Regions from separate parts of the Mus musculus genome. Here region 2 is linked to region 1. Evidence: chromatin contacts called from public HiChIP or PLAC-seq data. All regions are on one chromosome and are shown on one strand. Each heading gives the region's core, a stretch centred on a gene start, on an enhancer-like site or on the middle of the called end of the contact. The rest is flanking DNA. Distances are from core to core; before and after follow the strand shown. Region 1 overlaps Pakap (paralemmin A kinase anchor protein). Region 2 overlaps Pakap (paralemmin A kinase anchor protein).

Region 1 (4,920 bases), core at 1,545-4,044:
GAAAGAGCAATCAGTGTGCTCTTAGCAGCTCTCAGAACCCTAACTCCAGCCCCGGGAGTAGATTGTTTGTTTGTTTGTTTGTTTTTGTTTTGTTTTGTTTTTTGAGACAGGGTTTCTCTGTATAGCCCTGGCTGTCCTGGAACTCACTTTGTAGACCAGGCTGGCCTTGAACTCAGAAATCCGAACTCAGAAATCTCAGAGGCTGGCTCTGCCTCACGAGTGCTGGGATTAAAGGCATGCGCCACCACGCCTGGCTGGGAGTGGACTTTTGGACTGACTTGATTTAGATTCTGTGCAGGTCTTGTATGGGTAACTGCAACTGCAGTGAGTTCATTAGTTTGACCACCATGTCATGTCAGGAACATGTGCTATGCCCATTCGCTGGCTCTTACACCCTTTCTGCCCTCCCTCTTCTGTGACGTTCCCTGGGCCTTTCAGAAGTGGAGTGTGGGGCGGACTTTTTGAGATGAAGTCCTTCTTGTGTGGCCTAGCCTGGCCTGACATTCAACATTCCATGATTATAACATGCTGGGATTATAGACATCCACCACCATAGCAAGCTGGAAATGTGTGTATTGTGTACAACTGTATTTTGAGACAGTCTTTCATATAAGAGATTTGAACTCATGGCATTTCTCCTGTCTCAGCCTTCCAAGTGCTGGGATCACAGATGGGAGCAATCACACCCAGCTAAAATTAGTTTTTGACTTGTTTTTTTGTTTGTTTGTTTGTTTGGTTTGATTCAGGGTCTCAATATGCATTCCCAACAGGCCTGAAACTTGCTATGTAGGCCAGGCTGCCCTTGCACTCACAGAGATCCTCTTGCCTCTGTCTTCCAAGTGAGGATTAAAGGTGTGCACTGCTATGCCCACTGTATTTAAAGAAAATTTAAGGCAGTTATTCTCCAAGAGAAAGTATTGTGAAAGTTGTCCCATATAAGCCGGGCTGCCTCCTCCCCAACAGGGTCAACCTCTCTCTGAGAGCCACTACCCTAAATAGACTCAGAGACCTAAAAAAGGGAAAGCAGGGTGAAAATTTCCTTTAGCCAGGGAACAAATTTAGAGCAACCTTTACATATGTGCAGTGTAGACAAAACTTTTGGTCCCAAATGTGTCTTTTTGTCCCAGGGTGGGAGGCAGCAGAAAACAATACCCCTCAATGTTGTCACCATTGAAAACAAAGGGCAAAGAACTCTCCACCTCCAGCAACAAAAGGCTCTCCAGAATGGCTTCTTATACTCAAAGCCAAAGAAAGCTGTAACCTGTGACCCCTATTCACTGCAGGAAGAGTCCAAATGCTTCCCCTGCTTTGTAATGGAGAACATCTGCCTTTCTCAGGGGACAGTCTCTCTCCCAGCCACACGTTTCACACGGAGAGAGAAGCGTCCTCTTTGCATGTGGCTGTCCACCCAGAATCTTCCTCAACTTGGAAATGGGCCGTTCTCAAACACTACTCACAGCCTCAAGGTACCTCCAGGGTGCCAGTCTTGTTTGTGGCTTAAGCAAGGGAGAAATGTTACAGATTTAATGACAATACAAGTGTTTTGTTTTTGTTTTTGTTTTTTTTTAGAAGAAGTCTTGAGGTTTACACTCATCTTCAGAAACACTTAAAGTTTTTTGTTTGTTTGTTTTAAGATAGGTTCTCATTATGCAGCCCAGGTTGGCCCCAAATTCACAGACATCTGCCAGTTTCTACATTTTGAGTGCTGGGTTTAAAAGTGTAGGACAGGCTAGTTTTTAGTCTTAACATTCATAGAACAAGAGGGCATAGGATAACCCGCCATGTTGGGATTGAAGAAGCCATGTACTGTCTGTCACCCAAGACTGGAAACATGCAATTACTGATAGAAAATAGAGCAGTTCATGATCAGGTTTCTAGGAGAGAAGCAATGGCTTTGAGGGCCAGATGGATGGGTAAACTACTACCAACTGGAAGGAGGTACTAGAAGCTACCAACAGGAAGGAGGCACTGGAAGCAGTCTTGAAGCAAATCTTCCCAAACCTGCACTGTCCACTTGTTTTCTTCCCAGTCAGGTTGGACTTCTTCCCTGGGCAGCATTTTAAAAGAACAGGCTCAAACAGGAGGCCTGGAAAGTACTGCTCACCCTGCCCTGACCCAAGAATGGACTTGTAATAGCAAATTACATCCCAGAGTTGAGGAGGTCAGTGGGGATGGTTTCCTTCTAAGCAGCTGGGTGATAGGGAAATAGTTTAGTCAGCAGAGTGCTTGCAAGCTTGAAGATTGGAGTTTGATCCACAGAAGCCAAGCTAACAAGCCAGGCTGCTGTTTGTCATCCCAAAACAGAAAGTCCCAAGGCTCGCAGGGCAGCCAACCTAGCCTACTTGGTGAGCCCCAGAGCCAGAAAACAACCTTGTCTCAAAACCTAAGGTAGGTAGACAGCATCTGAGAAGCAATGGCAGCAATGTCTTCTGGATTCTGCATACGCGCGCGTGTGTGTGTGTGTGTGTGTGTGTGTGTGTGCCTGAATTACTCCAGAATTACTAGAGAAGTATCATTACTTTATGGGCCAAATGAGAATATAACCTCATAAAACTGCTACATTTCAATAAAAATGACCCCAGACCTTGTAGCTTGTCCACTGTCTAGATTTACCTCCTGTTTTCCACAGTCAGCCAAACTGCTGCTCACAGCTTTTAAGATTGACTTGTTTCCAAGAATAGCTAACCTCTTCCTTGGAAGAGTTCCAGCAGCTTCAGAGTACATAGCATCACAGCGCATCCATGTATGTGTGGCCTAACTGTCTCCAGATGGAAGTTCCTGGTAGCCTGGTTACTCTGCCCACAGGCCTTCCAGAGTTGGCTTATTTGGAACTAATCTATTGTCCATGTGGCTTCAGAAAGTGAGAGCCCCTTTAGTGCCTATAAACTATGCTGTGATCCTGCAGGAAAAGGGAAAACCTCTTTCTAGTTGTTGCTGGCAGAGGCAAACTTTTGATTCCTTCTCTGACTCTCTTGCATTCTTCTTTTTCTGCTCTTTTTTTTTTTTAAATACATGTTACCTCAGTTAGCCTGTACAATTAGCAACTAAATGAGCAACTAAGTGTTGCTCATCTAAACACACTGAACCTCAGGGAGAGCAACTGCACCACTACAACTCTGTGATGCATCTCCCGAGATAGTTAAGGACCTGGTCCTCTCTTCAGCTACCTCTTTGGTAGCATTACTGACAGCAAGCAGGAACGACTTCCAAGGCAATCAACTTATAAAAGTGTAAAAGTATAAAATCAAACCTAAACTGGGCTGGCTATGTAGCTCACTGCAGAGCATTTGCCTACCATGCATCAGGCCCTGGGTTCCTGCCCCAGTTTTCCAAAAACAACCCCGTAAGACATCAACACACTGGCCGGCATACTCATAAGCCAAATGTTATTCAACATTCAAGTCATGCTAAGCCAGGCATACAAGAATGTGTGCTGTAAGACTGCACAGCCTGGAGTTCTGGTGGGAGAGGCGACAGGGAAGAGGACAGGTAAGGTCTCACGGGAGTGGTGAGGATATTTTAAACCCGGTGGGGTTGGAGGTGTAGTTCAGCGGTAGAGTACTTGCCTCGGGCTTGTAACGATGCATTTGCTAAAAGTTATTAGACACGTGGATGATCTATATGGTATAAAAACTATATGCCCCCAAAAGGATTTTCTAAAAGCCAAAGGGAACTGAGTGTGGTGGCAGAGATGGAGGCTGAAACCAGGAAGGGAAGGAATTCAAAGGGGCTCTTAACTACATAGAAATGCTAAGGTCAGCCTGGGCTACATAAGATGGTTGTTTGTTTGTTTGTTTGTGACAGGGTTTTTCTGTGTAGCCCTGGCTGTCCTGGAACTCACTCTGTAGACCAGGCTGGCCTCGAACTCAGAAATCCACCTGCCTCTGCCAACTGAGTGCTGGGATTAAAGGCTTGTGCCACCACTGCCTGGTTAAGAAAAGAGAAAAATAAAAGAAAGAAGGAAGAGAGGAGACGGGGACAAAGGGAGGGAGAAGAGTAATTTTTTTTTAAAGGCTGTGAAATTGTAGAGCCTCTAAAAGATGAAAAATGGAAAAGAAGGGACTGTGTGCTGCAAGAGTGTGAGCCTGGCTATGCCCAGACTACTCACTGTCCTTAAATAGTTTGGCCTGGAACTCACAGAGCTCTGCCTCTCCCTCCTGGGAATGAGTGCTACCACATCCAGTGAGATTTTCTTTTCTTTCTTTTTCTTTTTTCTTTTTATTTGCTTGTATTTTTGAGACAGGTGCCTCTTAAATAGTTTAAATAATTTGCTTCAAACTGCTATTTAGTCAAGCTTACTCTTTAACTCTCAGCAAAGCTTCTAATCTCAGCCTCTGAAGTGTTGGGATTCTAGGCATGTGCCACCACAAAGGAACTGAAAGTGGGACCCACATATGCCAGGCAAGATCTGTACTCCCTACTCCTTAAAAAAAATCTTTGTAATGTGTCTAGCTATGAAGGAGATGTAACAAGAATATCCGGCAGAGAATGCCGCTGGAGAAGAGAACATCTGAATGATAGACGTGAATTAACCAAGCGAGGAGCAGGGGAAGGAGAGAGGAGCGAGCTAGGAAACTGCGGGTAAAAGCCAAATTAGTTTGTTTTTGTTTTTAAATAAGAACATTTCACGGATCTGTGTGTCATCCGTCAGCAGGGGAATTGCTAATCTTTGCCTCATTCCATTTTAGTGTATTCAAGGCCAAGGAAAGCAGAGCCACTGGGCTTTTAAAGCCTGGGCCCCTGCCCTTGAGTTTGGCCTGTTCTAAGAGGACTTAGAAGGCTAGGAGGGCTTCAGACAGAGGGGACTCATCCAACTGGCCTCAATGAAAGGCGACTCTAGATAAAGACTCAATAGAGAGGGCAGGGATGGGTGCAGAGAGAGGGCAGGGACATATGCAGAGCTGTAGTGGAAGAAATAGC
Region 2 (4,920 bases), core at 1,760-4,259, 120 kb before region 1:
AAGGAAAGGAGGAAAAACTTACACTACTATCATCCATTCTCTCGCGCCTTTTAGATTTGTGGGTCTCATAGTCTTCCATGAGGGTCTGCATCAGGTTCTTGGGCCGCTGGGTTCCGGCAGCCTCTTCAGGGGCTAAGTCAGGCTGTAAGCTGGGACCTTCAGTTGTGGGGGATGGAGGAGGTTTGACTTTCTCTATTTTCCCTGAAACAACACGAAGAGAACACCCTTTCTAAGCTCATCTGCTCAGCAGGCACTGCTTGTAGAAGGAAGAAAAAAAAAAAACTGTCTCTCGGGCACTCGCACACACTTGCAAACTCAAGAGCAGAGCGGAGTCATGGTTAAGTCAAAGGGTTTCATTAAGAGAACGAAGTGCAAACCTGTTCAACACACACCACAGTGACACCAGAGCTAAAGTTCACTCAAATGGGAATGGCAGGCACTTTGCAACATGTCAGGCAGGCAGGCAGAAAGACAGACAGACAGACAGACATTAGCTCCAAGATTGTGGAGACGAATTCTCTCAGATAGTATCATAAAGCTGTCAGAGGTTGTAGCACTGTAGAAACCAACTTCTCACAGGTAAGGAAGCTGAGAATCTACAAAGGCCACTTGAGCCAAAGTTTGTCCCCAGCACTCCCAGCATCCTTTGCCCCCTGCATCAGGGGTAATCAATTACTAGTTGACCTGCCCTGGTATAGAGAAGTCTTTGAATGAGAATAAGACTCCAGCTTCTCAGGAGACACCAGGCTTAATTAGCTAACTTCTTTCATTTATCTTACCTGCTAGAGTCCCAAAGACCTTTTGCTAAGGTCCTAGACTTTCTGGAATGAGTGACAATAGAGGTGGAAAGGTAAGATTGAGCTCTTGAGATCGCCCCTCAAGAGTTGCCAGGTGGGGAGATTTGAGCAATGGTGTGGGGCCTCTAGGCATACTCAGCATCCTTCGAACATATGCCAGGCAGATAGACACTGGTTCCAAATATACAGGGACACGTGTTCATTCACAGATCACAACAGTAGGCTGTCAAGAGGAGTTGGCACCTTGGAGATTCATGTTTCTTAAGACAGTATCTCACGATGTGAAGGATGGCCTTGAACTCACATAGCCCAGACTGACTTCAAAACTCACTTCTGCTTCTTCCTCCCAGGCGCTAGGGTTACAAGCTCAGCCACGATGCCTGCTTTATGCCTTGCTGGTGACTGAATCCAAGCAAGCGCTCTACCAACAGAGCCCTTAGCTCCTAGAGACCCACTTCTCACAGGTGGTAAATCCCCAGCCTTCACTTCTAGATCATCAAGGCATGCGTGGGTGGATTTTAGTGCTACAGAGACTCAATTGCATCTCTGAGATGGAGCAATAGTGAACAGTTTTCTTATACATCTTTAATCCTAGCACTTGGGAGTCAGCGACAGAGGTAGACAGATTTCTGTGAGTTCCAGGACAGCCAGATCTACACAGAGAGAGCAGAGTTGAAGAGGAGGTGGGAAGTTTGAAATAGTCTTCTGTAGCCTATGCTGGCCTTGAACTCAGTATGTAGCTAAAGATAATCTTGAGCTTATACTCTCCTTGAATGCTGGAAATATAGGCATATGCCACTATATCTAACTTTAGGTTGTACTGGGGACCAAACTCTGGGCCTCATGTATGCCAGGCAAGCCTCTACCAACTGGGCCACAACCCCAGACTCACAATGGTCTTTTAAATGAAACTTTGAGAAACAGTACATGAGAGTGGTAAGCATGCATGCTCTAGATCTCGAGTCTAGAGCCAGTATGCTGGAGTTTGAACCCACTACTTACCAGCCATCAGTCAAATAGCTCTGGGCCAGTTCCTTACTCTTAATATTACATAGTTGCTATAAAGACTAAGTTAACACTGGTAAAGGTTAATATCCAGAACAGAAAGCATCCAATGACTGTAGCTGCTATTTGACCGGAATCTGAAGAAATAATACAACCGTGGGGTGAGACTGTGTAATCCCTTGGGCATTCTACATACGATCTGTGCAAGTCTGGAAAGCCAGAAACGTTGTTTCACACACTGTCAGGTTGGTGACTGTTGCTGGCCACCCTCTCAAATGTCCAGACCATCTCCCATCAACCCTTCTTCCAACAGTAAATGTCTAGGAAGCAGAGTAAACTGTCTACACTTAGCTTCTGGTTTTCACACTGATGTCTTTGCCAAATAAGACTTTATTTTAAGGTCTGTGAAAGCCGTTTTCTTACTATACTGTTTATCATCTCTGGATACTGAAGTGACTGTCATCTGTAAACTGTAAAAAATCACAGGAAGACACAGATCATTCCAATCGTCTATAAATCCTTTTCACTCATTTCAGTGAGGAACCTGTCACAGTGGGGTTTCTATCTGTCCTGACTCCTGGATCCCAGCAGAATAAGGGACAAGGTAAGAGTCAGTATGTACTTAATAAGCCAATATGTTTATTATAGAATGCATACAACCACTTTAGAAAACACTGGGATCAACACTCCCCCACCACCAGAGAATCCCAGGAAAGAGGTCCCCTCCCAACACTTGGAAGTCAGAGGCAGGAGCATCATCATGAGTTCAAAGCAGCCTGTGCTACACAATAAATTCCATACCAGCCTGGATTACAGAGTGATTCTGTAGTCAAACGCAAGTGAAAAAACACAAACATACACAAACAAACTCTGGGATTCAGACTGCAGGACTCAATGCTCTGGAATGATCCTAAGGTTGTTCTTACGGCAAGTCCTTCACGACCCTCATGACATTTAATTCTTACATGCATGATGGCTAGACAGAGTGGATAATTATGGCTCGGATCATGAAAGCCCAATGCTGATTCCAGCCAGCATCACATCTGAGAACAATAGTCAGAGTTAGTTCGGAATTTTGGCCAATTCCAATATGATGGAATGAGAAAGTTCCCATAGAGAAGCAAGTAGGCCATTAGAAAAAGACAATGCCTGCCTAACAGAAGAAAACCTATGGAAAACCTAGAACAGAAAGTAATGCCAGCGACGGCCAGTAGAGGTCGCAGAAAGCAAGGCTGTCTTAGCTGGGCTGGAGGAGGAGCCTCCAAAGAGGTGATTGGTGGCAGAAGAGACTTTGGATATTCAACCCCAAGGAAGGAAGGTCGCAGGCCTCAGAGACAAAGGAGAAACTGGTTCTGTTCTACAAACTTGCTAACTTGGTCAGCTCTCTATCCTGGGCCTTAAGACCACCAAGCATCCTCCCTACAGTATGGTACAAGTCATGTCTTAGAACTCCATGCCCCATCTTAGGAATCACACAAGTCACTGGAAAGCTGAAGAATGGGAACTGTTCCACACCTGACTCCTTCCTCAGGGTCCTGAGTTCAGAGTCAAAGACTTCTCATAGGATTATGGGAAACGTGTGGTATTTCCCCAACACAGCAGTTCATGGGGTCATTATAAGAATGAAATGTGGCTGGGCGTGGTGGCGCACACCTTTAATCCCAGCACTTGGGAGGCAGAGGCAGGTGGATCTCTGAGTTCGGGGCCAGCCTGGTCTACAAAGTGAGTTCCAGGACAGCCAAGGCTACACAGAGAAACCCTGTCTCAAAAAAACAAAAACAAAAACAAAAAGAATGAAATGCATATGTCTGAATAGTGAGTCACATCAATCTATGTCCTCACGAGGGCCCTACAAGTTCTATGACCTAGGGGACGTGTATTAGAAGAATCTGCAAACTGTGGAGTATCCTGGGTGTTGTGTGCATCTCATGGCTCCCGTATCCTTAGCTTTCATCCCAGGTTGGCCCATCAAACTTTGCTCTTCTTGAATTTGTCTCTTCACTGGGTGAATGATCAAGTACCTGAAAATGGCCTCCCTATTCAGTGATTAGCATCCTGCTATCCAGACGCGCCCTGGACTGGAGAGAGGGCCATCTCACAGAACGCCTGCATCCCTGGGAAGCAAGAGCAGACCATGCCAGGCAGAGCTCAGGGTGGGCTTCTGTTGGTTTAGGCTGAAGACTGGGGTTGACACATATAAAGTATGGAACAGGTACCGTGTAACATTATGCAACTGTCACAAAGAAACCAACAGGACAAAAATCAGCCTGCATTTCCCAGTAGACAAAAGGAAACATCTTCAACTTATTTCATAAACATAGTCCTGTCTAAAATAATGGAGTAAATTTGAGCCTCACATTTTGGGGGTAATTGAGGGCAGGCAGCCCCACACGGCTAGGGTGATCTCTATTACCCTGGCTATATGAAATAATCTTCAGTGCTACAAACAAATCAATAGCATTACATAAACAAACTTGTCAAACAATAGGTTTTTTAGAAAGGTGTGTGAGGGCCAGCAAGGTGGCTCAGAGCATAAAAGTATTTGCTGCCAAACCCAATGGCCTCAGTTCAATGTCTGGGACCTATATAGTGTAAGGGGATAACTGACTCCTGCAAATTGCTCTCTGACCTCTACATGTGCATCAAGGCATGTGCACACTCACACCCACCTATACACCCACACACAATAAATATGTGTATGTGTGGTAGTTTGAACAAGAATTGCTCACATAAGCTCACATATTTGGATCCTTACTCACCAAGGAGTGGTACTATTTGAAGGAATTAGAAAGATTAAGAGGTATGTCCTTGTTGGAGGAAGTGTATCACTGGGGGTGGGCTTTGAGGTTTCAAAGGCCCATGCCAAGCCCAGAATGTCTCTCTCAGTCTCTCAGTTTCTCTGACTCTCTCTCTCTCTCTCTCTCTCTCTCACTGTCTCTCTGTCTATGTCTCTCTGTCTTTGTCTCTCTCTGTCTCTCTGTCTCTCTCTGTCTCTCTCTGTCTCTCTCTGTCTCTCTCTCTCTGCCTGTGAATCAGGATGTAGCTCTTAGCTACTGCTCTAGCATCTATCTGCAGGCAGGCATGCTTCCTGCCATTATGATAATGGATTACACTTCTG

What was found. HiChIP or PLAC-seq counts read pairs in DNA pulled down with a chosen protein or histone mark.
Region 2: an H3K27ac HiChIP or PLAC-seq map of heart atrium shows a contact between it and region 1, with 9 read pairs. The contact joins two enhancer-like sites. A contact is called at or near these places in 4 of 39 promoter capture datasets (the C10 cell line, the HPC-7 cell line, liver and 1 more), 2 of 15 datasets of contacts at CTCF or cohesin (the NIH/3T3 cell line and large pre-B cells), 11 of 484 Hi-C or Micro-C datasets (the G1E-ER4 cell line, cortical glia, embryonic stem cells and 5 more), 8 of 115 datasets of contacts at active chromatin or transcription factors (bone marrow-derived dendritic cells, embryonic stem cells, heart atrium and 2 more) and 1 of 9 other capture datasets (embryonic stem cells).

The regions. Positions count from the first base shown.
Region 1 is chr4:57,762,400-57,767,319 of GRCm38.p6, reverse strand. All of the region lies in intron 7 of Pakap (paralemmin A kinase anchor protein), which reads right to left. Among named protein-coding and RNA genes, the nearest start is that of Gm35099, 9.3 kb to the right of the region's middle. Within about 2 kb of position 2,794, at least 40 of the 459 cell types and tissues checked have an H3K27ac peak or open chromatin away from gene starts, as enhancers often do. A contact at or near this core is called in heart atrium, where this site is marked.
Region 2 is chr4:57,878,305-57,883,224 of GRCm38.p6, reverse strand. It overlaps Pakap (paralemmin A kinase anchor protein), which reads right to left. Exons shown (of 11, transcript NM_001384150.1): 9 at 23-201. Among named protein-coding and RNA genes, the nearest start is that of Gm26138, 3.3 kb to the right of the region's middle. Within about 2 kb of position 3,009, at least 10 of the 459 cell types and tissues checked have an H3K27ac peak or open chromatin away from gene starts, as enhancers often do. A contact at or near this core is called in heart atrium, where this site is marked.